Regions from separate parts of the Lactuca sativa genome. Here all the other regions are linked to region 2. Evidence: chromatin contacts called from public Hi-C data. All regions are on one chromosome and are shown on one strand. Each heading gives the region's core, a stretch centred on a gene start, on an enhancer-like site or on the middle of the called end of the contact. The rest is flanking DNA. Distances are from core to core; before and after follow the strand shown. Region 1 holds the start of LOC111906861 (dof zinc finger protein DOF1.7). Region 2 holds the start of LOC111906828. Region 3 holds the start of LOC111906855 (serine acetyltransferase 5).

What was found. Hi-C and Micro-C count contacts between places; a contact is called where the count stands out from the background.
Region 1: a Hi-C map of seed shows a contact between it and region 2, with 6 times the contacts expected there. The contact joins the promoter of LOC111906861 here to the promoter of LOC111906828 in region 2. A contact is called at or near these places in 2 of 4 Hi-C or Micro-C datasets (leaf and seed).
Region 3: a Hi-C map of leaf shows a contact between it and region 2, with 5 times the contacts expected there. The contact joins the promoter of LOC111906855 here to the promoter of LOC111906828 in region 2. A contact is called at or near these places in 2 of 4 Hi-C or Micro-C datasets (leaf and seed).

The regions. Positions count from the first base shown.
Region 1 is chr4:170,206,381-170,210,186 of Lsat_Salinas_v11, reverse strand. It overlaps LOC111906861 (dof zinc finger protein DOF1.7), which reads right to left and starts at 2,108. Exons shown (of 1, transcript XM_023902637.3): 1 at 1,068-2,108. The coding sequence starts at 1,829. The coding sequence ends at 1,164.
Region 2 is chr4:169,843,065-169,846,550 of Lsat_Salinas_v11, reverse strand. LOC111906828 reads right to left here and starts at 1,815. Exons shown (of 2, transcript XM_023902606.2): 1 at 1,702-1,815; 2 at 930-1,550. The coding sequence starts at 1,815. The coding sequence ends at 930.
Region 3 is chr4:169,525,002-169,528,900 of Lsat_Salinas_v11, reverse strand. It overlaps LOC111906855 (serine acetyltransferase 5), which reads right to left and starts at 2,633. Exons shown (of 1, transcript XM_023902631.2): 1 at 1,603-2,633. The coding sequence starts at 2,570. The coding sequence ends at 1,686.

The sequences.
Region 1 (3,806 bases), core at 859-3,358, 360 kb before region 2:
AATAAACGGAAAATAAGGAACAAAAAAATGTTGGGGCTAAATGTAAACTTATATGTAAATGTTGGAGCTAAATGCAAAATGATTAAAATGCCAACCGACACGTCATCATGACCTGTTGGTGACCAACTAAGGGCTCGAAAATGAAAAGTTTTCTAAAATATAATAACAAATGAGGAACAAGAAATAAAGTTAGGGCTAAAACAAAACAATGTTGTATATTGTATATATAATGAATTTTGTAGCATTAACCATTTTTTTGGGTACAAGATTTATCATTAAACTTGCATTTGGTGTTCAAGAAAATATCATTTTGACATACCATTGGAGGCCTAGCCAATTTACATATTCAAAAACACTATTAAACTACCATTTGATGTTAAAAAACACCATTACACTCACAATATCACAATTTATATATGATTTATCATTAAACTAACTTTGCTACACATTTAGTAACTTTTATCTTTCTAAGCCATCATTAATTTTCTATTTATCTTCTCTGGCCTACACAACCTTCATCGGGATCCATAAGATAATGGAAGACGAAGTTTGTTCCTAGAGGTGGATGCTGGCCATGTGAGGTGGACATTGGTGGTGGGATCGGATGGTGTTGGTCGAAGAAAATGACCTTTATATAGTTTAATACTGTAGTAAATTGGGTACGAAAAAAATAGAATAATAAATTGTGAACAAAAAACATTAACCAGCGATACGTGATTAAAGCGATAGGTTTTGACTTTTGAACAACCGGTGTGAATTTAGTGGTAAGTTGTATCTCGTAATTATCCAAAAAAAAGTCACTTTGTCAACGGGTCCATGTACCGAAGAATCAAAAACACATAAAGGTTAAATTGAATCGTTTGCTACTTGTATATTAAATGAAATTTTTTTTTTCATTATACGAAATAAACACAGAAAAAGGAAGAAAATTAAAACTCACAAGCCCTTTAAATCCTTCAAGTTATTACTTCAGTTATACGTGTTGTGTTTGATGAATGATAATTATTATTATTCGTATAACTATAATTTATATCTCCACAATTTTGGATGACTCCATGAAACCATAATTGACTACAACAAACAAAATCATCCAAATAATAAGATTACTTTAGCAAAATTATTCTCAGGATCTCTAAATATTTCTGAAAAGTCGAATTCAAAATCTAATGGAAGTCGGAACCTGGCGTGAAAATGGAAAGATTAGGCCACCCATTCCCTCCGTCGCAGCTGCTCGATTCCCCTCTTCCGCCTCCACTTCCGCTCTGATTATGATCATTATTCATACTCAAATAGTCCCTCCGGAATAACTCCGCCACCGGAGTTCCAACCAATCTATCCTCTCGAGCTTCATCACCCATATTCGGTTTCAACCCATCTACAAAACCCCCAAATTGCGCCCCTTGATTCAATCTCAACAGCGAGTTGAAACTTTCACCGTTTATTTTACTTTGGTTATTACCAAACCCAAAAATCGGTAAGGGTTCTGGCTTCAAATGAGCTGGCGGCGGCGGAGGCGGTGGCTGCGGCGGTGGAGTTGTTACAGGCGAATCAGGAGACGAAGAACTAACAGGACGTTTACTGGAATTTGAAGATCGTTTATTGGTTTTACGAGTACCACCACCGATTGGGATGTTACGGAGAGTTCCGCCTTTGGTCCAATAACGTCGACAGTTCTTACAGTAATGGCGAGGCTGCGAGAGATTGTAGTTGTTGTAATAGCAGAATTTTGTGTTGCTGGATTCGCATCTAGGGCAATCAAGATGTTCGTGCTCTGGAAACTGAGGGTTCATAGTCATCGGCAAAGAGTAGGTCGATGGATCCTGATGCATTTTTGGGTCAAAATCGAAGCATATGTTGTTTGATAAAATTGGGAAATTGGATTGGCGAGAGAAAAGAACGATGGAAGATATTTTATTGGGGCGCTTTTAGATAACGTAGATGAATTTATCAGGTTGGATTAAAGATGGCGATGGGTGTCCGCGTGAAAATGACGACCACCACCAGTCTCCTCTCCCTCATGATGAGCTTCATCACATGACTCACTCAAAGTCAAACATTCCGGCTTTAAACCAATGGGGTGCGTCGGCTACTATGAATTTTTTTCAAGAGAAGTTAAGCCTTTGCCCTTTGGTATAACCGTTTATATATTTTGTTGAATAATAATAATAAGGTATATAATATAATTAAACAACAATAACATACTTCACAATCCTATTAAAATGGGGGTAGGAATGGGAGTAGAGAAATATTCATGTTTCGGTTGAGCCAATGCATCATATAGATGGTGTCCGGCATGTGTGAGAACGAGGGTTTGGAAATGAAGAAAACGAGTGTGGTAAGTCAAAGTGAAAATATATACATGAGTAAAAATCATAGGACTAACATATGAATTTGAGACTAGGTACGGGTAGGGGTGATAAATAGGACAATTGTGTTGTATTTTTTTTGGACAAGAAACCATACGTCAACATTTTATGTAATACGAACACAATATGAATGATGTCGTGTTTTTTTAACCAACATGAAAAATAAATCAATTAAAAAAACGACAAACATGACATGACATGACTAAATTAACATTAGTTTATTTTTTTTGAACGACAAAAACTTTAAATAAAAAACTAGCTAGATGTTAGCAAAAAAGAACAATATAGTTCAAAATTACATGATGAGATTTTTGACCCATGCAATCCAAATATGTTTGGCCTTATTATTTCTATGATAAAACCATTTAAAAACAAAAACTACAATATCACCAAACATGAAAGCTTTTTTATATTATTGCTATTGGAAAACCATAGCGTTTCTATAAGACCACCAAACCCAAAGAAGTGTAAAATAAAAACCAATTCCAAGATTTTTCGTTTAAACTGGAGCACCATTAGCAATTCAATCCATTGAAACATATATGCTATGTTTGAAAAGTAAGGAATATGCATGTCTATCAAAACACACCTTCTTTTCCATATCGCATAAGTCAAATTACAAGTGAAGAACAAATGATCGACATCTTCTAAATGGCAAGAACAAATAGGACACAGAGTCGAGTCAATGTCAATCTCTCTTTTATTTAAGTTCACTCGAGTAGGAAGACAATCAAAAACTAAACGCCAAACAAAAATGTTGACCTTATAGGAAGAAACTTGTTCCACCTATATGTTAATATTTGGGAAAAATACACTATCAATCTACGGTCGCGTCGATCTGACTGTGAAATTACCCGACGAATCCAAATAACATCTCCATCTATTTAATGATTAAGTGATGGTGTCCTCCTCTAGCAAAGACATCAAAGTCTAAAGTTGAGTGCTCTGTTCACCACCCCCGAATATCACGTCTCAAAGAAGATCTCTAATTCTGCATAAACAGAAGTCTTTGACAGCCGCATTTTGACTGTTTATAAGAGCGGACAATCTAGGAAAATGTTTTTGAAAGGGTTTGTTTCTACACCAAAAATATGTCTAAAATTGCGCATCCGCCCCATTCCTTACAACTCTACTCATAGAATATAATTAAGTAATTTTCCTGTCATGTAACAGACTGATCACACCCAAAATCCCAGTCCATACCCCCCTTCGCCCACTTCTACCATGATTCCTATCAAATCCACCCAACAACCCATACCAAGCTTTAATGACTCTAACCCACAGAGAGTCAGAATTATTAGAAAACAACACCATTACTTATATAACAAAGCAAAATTAACAGAGGACTAACTCCCACCATCTAAACCCCCATTACATATAGAGTTTAAAATAACATCTCACTTCACCCAACTTAACTTCTATTTCTATGGTTTGCACCCC
Region 2 (3,486 bases), core at 566-3,065:
AAACTAGTATAATTATATATACATTATCAATCTTTCCTGTACATGTTACTTTAACTTGATCTTCAGCGCAGGGGCAGACGCAGGAATTATTAGTAGAGGTTGCACAAGTTTTTTTTCCGGTCAAACATAATATAAAACACTAAAAATAAAATCTGGTCAAACATAATATAAAACATCTAATACAATTTTTTTTATGCTTAAACATAATATAACAACGATCTATTAGAATTTAAATTTGTCCTCTTCGTACAGACATCTTTTGAAACCGCTCCATTACTTTTTCATTCTCAACTTTCGCAAGTGTTTCGGTCTCGACATTACAAAGCAATGCGTTGTTCAAAAATTCATCGCCAATTTTGTTACGCAAGTCGGTCTTCAAAAGCTTCATCTTTGAAAAACATCTTTCTACACTTACGGTTGCTACGGGTAATATCAAAGCCAACTTTAAAAGCTTATAAACCAAAGGATAAGACCGATGCTTCCCCGTACTAACCATCAAACGAGAAAGGTCGGAAATTCCCTTCAAACTAGTGAAGCGCTCATCTTTGATGCAAGAGTGATAAAATATCTCAAGTTGTCATTCAAGGTCTATCGTATCTGAATCATCAAAGTCATACTTGTATAACTTACCCAACTTCAATAACTTTGATTTGTCAAATTATGCAAATGAATCACAAGGGCTCAAAGCACCCCATGTATTCTAGTAATTGGGTGCTTGTTTCACTAAATCGATCCTGATATTCTGTAAGTTGCATATCTACCACCATGTTGAAGATTTCAACCTCAAAATGAAACTTATTAGTCTTTGTAGTCCTACGTTTTCTCGCACCAATATACAACTCTTCCATATCTAAAGTATCAATTTCATGTGTTTGACAAAAAGATGATATTTTTGGCAAAATGCTAGCAAACCCTATGTTTCTAAAAGATTAGAATGCCTCCATTGTCCCTCTAACCATCGAAACCGCTTCTAAAATGTCTAGATCTTTTCTTTGAAGTTGCTTTGACAATGTACCCGTGAGGTGTAAAATGTCATACATCATATGTAAGTAAAAGATGAACTCATATGATTTAAAATATGCTAAGATTTCAGATGCTTGTTGACCGTTTGCCAATGATCCTCCCTCCTCTTTCACAAAATCTAAAACTACAAGAACATCCGCAAACAACTTCATCAAGCTTGTGAGTGTATTGAAATGTGAACCCCATCTTGTTTCTCCCGCTCGAACAAGTGTTGTCTCTTGATTTAACCCTCTTTCGGTTTCAAGTTCACCACTACACAAGCCTTTTTGCACCCTTTCTCTTGCTTGCTCTCGTAGTAAGTCTTTTCTTTTACACGAGGCACAAACAACATTAACCACCAACGAAATTTGCTCAAAAAAGTCACTAACACCATCATGCTTCTTTGCTACAGCCACAACTACTAATTGAAGTTGGTGTGCAAAGCAATGTACATAAAAAGCCGTGTCATTCTCTTGTAATATCAAAGCTTTCAAATCATTGAATTCCCCCCGCATATTGCTAGCCCCATCGTAACCTTGTCCTCTTATCTATTAAAATTTAAAACAATTAATATATATATATATATATATATATATATATATATATATATATATATATATATATATATATTAAATTGAAATAACAAAAAAGTAAAGAATAAATTAGGTGACTAAAACTCAACTTATTACTTGTAAGTACTTCATTTATGGCGTTTTTGAGTGTCAAAGAAGATGTATCCTTCACATGCACTAATCCTATGAATCTTTCTTTCACAAAGCCAAGACTATCGACATAACGCAAAACAATAGCCATTTGTTCCTTTTTTGAAACATCACTAGATTCATCAACTAGTAAAGCAAAAACATCTTGACCAATCTCTTCACGAATATGTGTGTTTTTTGTTTGTGGACAATAATTTTGGAATGATGGAGTATATTTCTTGGGACTGGAAGAATACGGTCGGGTAAAGGTTGTCGAAAATCAACCTCTGGATTTCGACAAACAATCCCCAAACTACAAGCGATTCTTAGATCCAAAAACTTTAGAACACACAGATCATCGTTGGTTCAACGAGCAGATATTGATGTTATTTTTAAGCAGAAAAAATAAATTAATAAGTATATTTTATTATTTAATGTTTTTCTATTTAATACATTTTCATAACTATTACTTTAAACTTCCTTAAAATCAAATTCTCCTAGTGGAAAGATAGAAAAACCCAATGATCCAAAACATTTAAAGTATTTAGATATATTTAAATAGGCATCAATGAATCCCACAAAAATTTCATAAATAAGAACATGATTTATTTCTTTCTAGAGCATAACATCAATGAAGAACCGATAAACGATCATTCATCCTCCAAGATCCACAAAGAGTTTGAGACCCATGTAGTGTCTACGATTCCATATTTGAGACAAATGCAGTGTACTATCATTTTAAACATATAATAATATAATAATGACGTATGTATAACCGTCTCATCAAAATACATGTCATCATACTATAAATAGAAGAAACAATATTCAAAGTAAGAAATATCTAAGATTACATATACATTATTCAATTTTTTACTATATCTTATTTCAACTTACTCATTGGAGTTTAATATATATATATATATATATATATATATATATATATATATATATATATATATATATATATATATATATATATATATATATATATATATATATATATATATATATATATTGGAATGAGGACAAGCCTCATGTAAATTAATTGAATTTAATGTTAAGAACCATTTTAAGAGAGTTCTAAGAATTCTTTCGGTGTGAGTGATTCCAAAATCTTCCCACTTTATAACTTTTTTTACTATTGTTCAACATTCTATTCATAACTATTGGTTTTTATTTTCCTAGTGGAAAAGCAATAAAATTCCAGAAATCTGAACACTTCAAGTAAATGCAAATTTTAGATATCCAGATGATACGAAAACAAGACTATATTTTCAAACATTTATTTTATATTGTAATGTTTGACAAACTAAAATGATGGTTATAAACTTATAATATAGTTTAAAAAATACTCAATAAAGTGTTTGACAAGCTTATAAAGTTTTTTTAATTGTTTTTCAAATATACCTTTTATTTTGTTTTATTATTATTATTATTATTATTATTATTATTATTATTATTATTATTATTATTATTATTATTATGGAAAGAGAACTTTTTTAACGAGGGTTTCCGGACCAACTTTCACTCGCCGACTAATCTTTCACTGCAAACATGAGGCTATGTCTCATGCACTGGAGACTGGAGTCACTACAAGCGAACATCAATGACCACAGTATAAAGTAGATGTATCATGCCCTGGAGGCTGGAATCACTACAAGCGAACCTCAATGAGCACAGTATAAAATAAAATCATGATTTAAACATAGGTCAATGCGTTAAATATATTCGTTATTATATATACCTTTTAATTTACTTACAGGTTTGGGCCCCATTTTAAATT
Region 3 (3,899 bases), core at 1,384-3,883, 320 kb after region 2:
TGTAGTGTGTGTACTCGAAAGACTTTTTTTTAGTATTTGTATGCACAAACATTCTTTTTAGCATTTGTATGCACAAACATTTTTTAGTACCATATATTTATGGCTTTTTGTGTTAAAACAAGTTAGACATACCCAAAGGCCTTGTTCTAAGTTTTTTCTAGGAAGGAATGAGAGGGAAGAAAAGGAAAAGAAAGCTTAGTAAAGAAAAGGTTAGTATAAAAATATTTTCTTAGTTATTTATGTTGTTATATGTCTTCCTAAAACAAGTAGTATGTCTTGTTTATGGTTAATATCATAAAGTATATGATAATTTTTAGGGTTAATGACCTAAAAAGATAATTAATTTTGGTCTTTGTTCACATTTAGGTAATTATGTTTTTTTTTGTTTATATTTAACCATTAAACTTGTTTGACGTGTTTAAAATAAGGTATTATGACTTGTAATTACGGTAATATTATTTTATTATGAACATGTCAAACAAGTTTATTTGTCAAATATGTATGAAAAAAAAATCATGATTACCTAAATATGGACAAAAACCAAAATTTATTACCCGTTTTGGTAATTCTGGACAAGAACCCTCTCAAGGACTGTGCTCTGGAATCAGGCTACAACACCCAATGAATAATTAGGTTAGGCTTGGTCTAACCCAATTCAGTCGTGGCTAGTCATGGGCTAGACTGTGTTGCTAGGTGTTTAAAGCACATATAGTTTAGCCCCTTAAGCGTATACAACCTAAACCCTAACTAGATGGGCCTAAACTGGGTTAGCCCAAGACTTGACTATCTCCTCATACACAAAGACCGAACAACCCAATTTCATATCACGTCAATGGATCTTATGACTACTTGCAATTAACATAAAGAACCAAATATTACCAAAATAGGCAAGGACCTTTGGTTTTTGTCAATGTTTAGGTAGCCATGTTTTTTCGTACACATATGACCAGTAAACTGTTTGACCTGTTCATAATAGAGTAATGTTACCGCTTATTACCACTCATATTACCTTATTATGAACCGGTCAAACAAGTTCAATGGTCAAATGTGTACGAAAAAAACATGATTACCTTAATGTGAACAAAGACCAAAGTTCATTACTTTCTAGTTATTACCTTAATGTGAACAAAGACGAAAGTTCGTTCCTTTCAAGTTCATTGACCCTAATATTTATATAGCAAGTCTCATATATATACATACAAATTGATTTATTGCCTTTTTTAATTGTAACGTATTCGGGTATATGCTAATGTATTAGAAAATACAGAGCTTAGGCTTGGATTTACAATAATCACCAAAACACAACTAGTTATCTTACTTCGTAATGATAGAGTCGGGAATTCTGAATGGTACTACGAACTAACGTTTCCAAAATAGATCGTTATCACAAAAATAAATAATTAGTCATTTTTGTTAGTAACCATCTTTTTAAATGGTTAGTTTAATCGACATCCCAAAAATAAAACTTTAAATCATTGTGTGTACAGCATACCAACAAACAATTTTTCTTTTATTTAATCGGTCATTTCATGACAAATTTTAAGATAGAAAATATGTTGAAGTATAAAATAAAAAGAACATTACTTGTGAATTTAGCGATGGTTCCCATGAATTTTAGCCATGAATAATCAAAACCCTAATCACAATCATAGTAATACCAGATTACAGTAAATCTAAAACAAACCTCAAATCACATAGATAAACGACGTATGATCCATCGTCTCACCAGGCACATCCTCGTGCACCTTCGGTTGCTCTTGCCCACCAACCAATCTCGCCGGATTTCCAACCGCCGTCGTCCTCGGTGGAACATCAATCATCACCAGTGACCCCGCCCCAATCTTCGCCCCTTCTCCGATCTTCACATTCCCCAAAACCGTCGCACCAGCACCGATCAAAACTCCATCCCCAATCTTCGGATGCCTATCGCCACCTACCTTTCCGGTGCCACCTAACGTCACATGATGCAAAATCGATACGTTGTTCCCAACTACCGCCGTTTCCCCAATCACAACACCGGTTGCGTGATCCAACAAAATCCCTTTCCCAACCCTAGCAGCAGGGTGGATATCCACCGCGAAAACATCCGCTATGCGTGAGTGCAACGCAAGTGCTATAGGCTTCCGGTTTAAAGCCCAAAGTCTATGGGCAACACGATGGGCTTGGATCGCTAAAAAGCCTTTGTAGTTTAATAAGCAGTGAGCGAAGGAGATGCAGGCAGGGTCTCGTTGACGGGCGGCGCGTAGGTCGGCGACGGTGGCGGAGAGGAGAGATGGGTCGGAGGAGAAGGTGTTGAGGAAAAGATCGTAGAGGAGGGTGGAGAGGAGAGTGGAGGAGCAGAGTTTGTTTCCTAAATGGAAAGAGAGAGAGCGTGTGAGAGATGAGTGGGAGATGATGGTGGAGTAGAGGTAACTGGCGAGGGCTGGTTCCGATTCGGCGTCGCGGCGAGCTTCAGCTTTGATTTCATTCCAGACCCAGTCACATTCGTTATCTCTGCCGTTGACGGCGGTTTGTGGAGACGATGATGACATTGTGGACTGCGATGTGGCGTTCCGTTCTTGAACCGGCATCTTGAGATGGCGGAAGTGTGTGTGAATATGTGGGTGGGTGGGTGTGGGTGTGGCCCAAACCGGATTATTGTACGGTCATAGTATAAAATGATACAGCATATACCATTCACTAATCAGGTATTATTGTTCTTTTACTTTAATGCCCTTCGTCCCATACTTTTATTTTGTATTTTAAATACCATGGTATGGAGCATATTGACATTTTAAACCTTATCCATGAGTTTTTGAATATCTAATTATATTAAGTTATTAAATATTAACTATCAAATAATAAAAGTTAGATTTTTTTATTTAAGTTATGTTTTCATAAAACAATTTTATTAATAAACCTCTAAACTATATAACCTTAAAAAGAGGTATCCCAGTTGATAATCAGGAAATATATATGGGTGAAGGGTCAAACCTTATGTAACCTAACATCCGTCCAGAAAGACTGTCATCGACTAGTGTTGAACATACAACGATACATATTGTGAGTAGACATGACATATTTCCTTTGTATCCTTTTCCTCGGGTAATTTATTAGACATTTTATGTCTTAATTTATTTTGAATGTATGTTCAAATTGAGAAACTTGGTGTTTAGAAGATAACATGGATTTTAGAATACCCTAGCTTGTGGGGAACTTAACCTTTGTTATAATACATAATGAACAATTTGAAACTTTAATTATAATTTTGGGATTGATAAACTTCTCCACATCAAAACTTGAAACTTTTGAACTTTAAGAGTTTAAACTTTGTTTTGAAAATGTTTTACAAATGGGCCCCTAAGGAGGGGTGTTACAATGTTGGACTTCAATTTTTCGTTTAAAGATTTATGAGGCCTTACCAACCTCAGAACTCAAAGACCTTCGTCGAACAGTCACTAAGCATATGTGATATGTCTTGATTACCATGTTTGACAGCAAGTGAGAGTTAATGAATTCAATAAGCGGTTTTTTAAGCACCATGTGTGCCACCTCCACCATTAATGTAACATTTAGTGGATGAAATAGAAACAAACAGAACCGAATAAAACGGAACAATGTTGTTCAAAGGGTATTTAGTAGGAATGGAACAAGAACTAAAGAGGTTATTGACTAAGTCAAATGGGACTAATTGTTAATATTTTAGTCTCATCCAAAAATGTGGAACAATTAGAAATATTTGACAAAAATACCTTAAAATAATGCCTATTCTCCTTATTTTATTTTTGTTCTAGTGTTTTTTCTTTCTTTGCCCCACACCTTCTCTTCCTCTTGTAATATTTTTTCTTATCATATTTTTTTTTTTTCTTTACAAACGCAATACATCTTATCATTCTTATTCATGATGACCGATAATCATC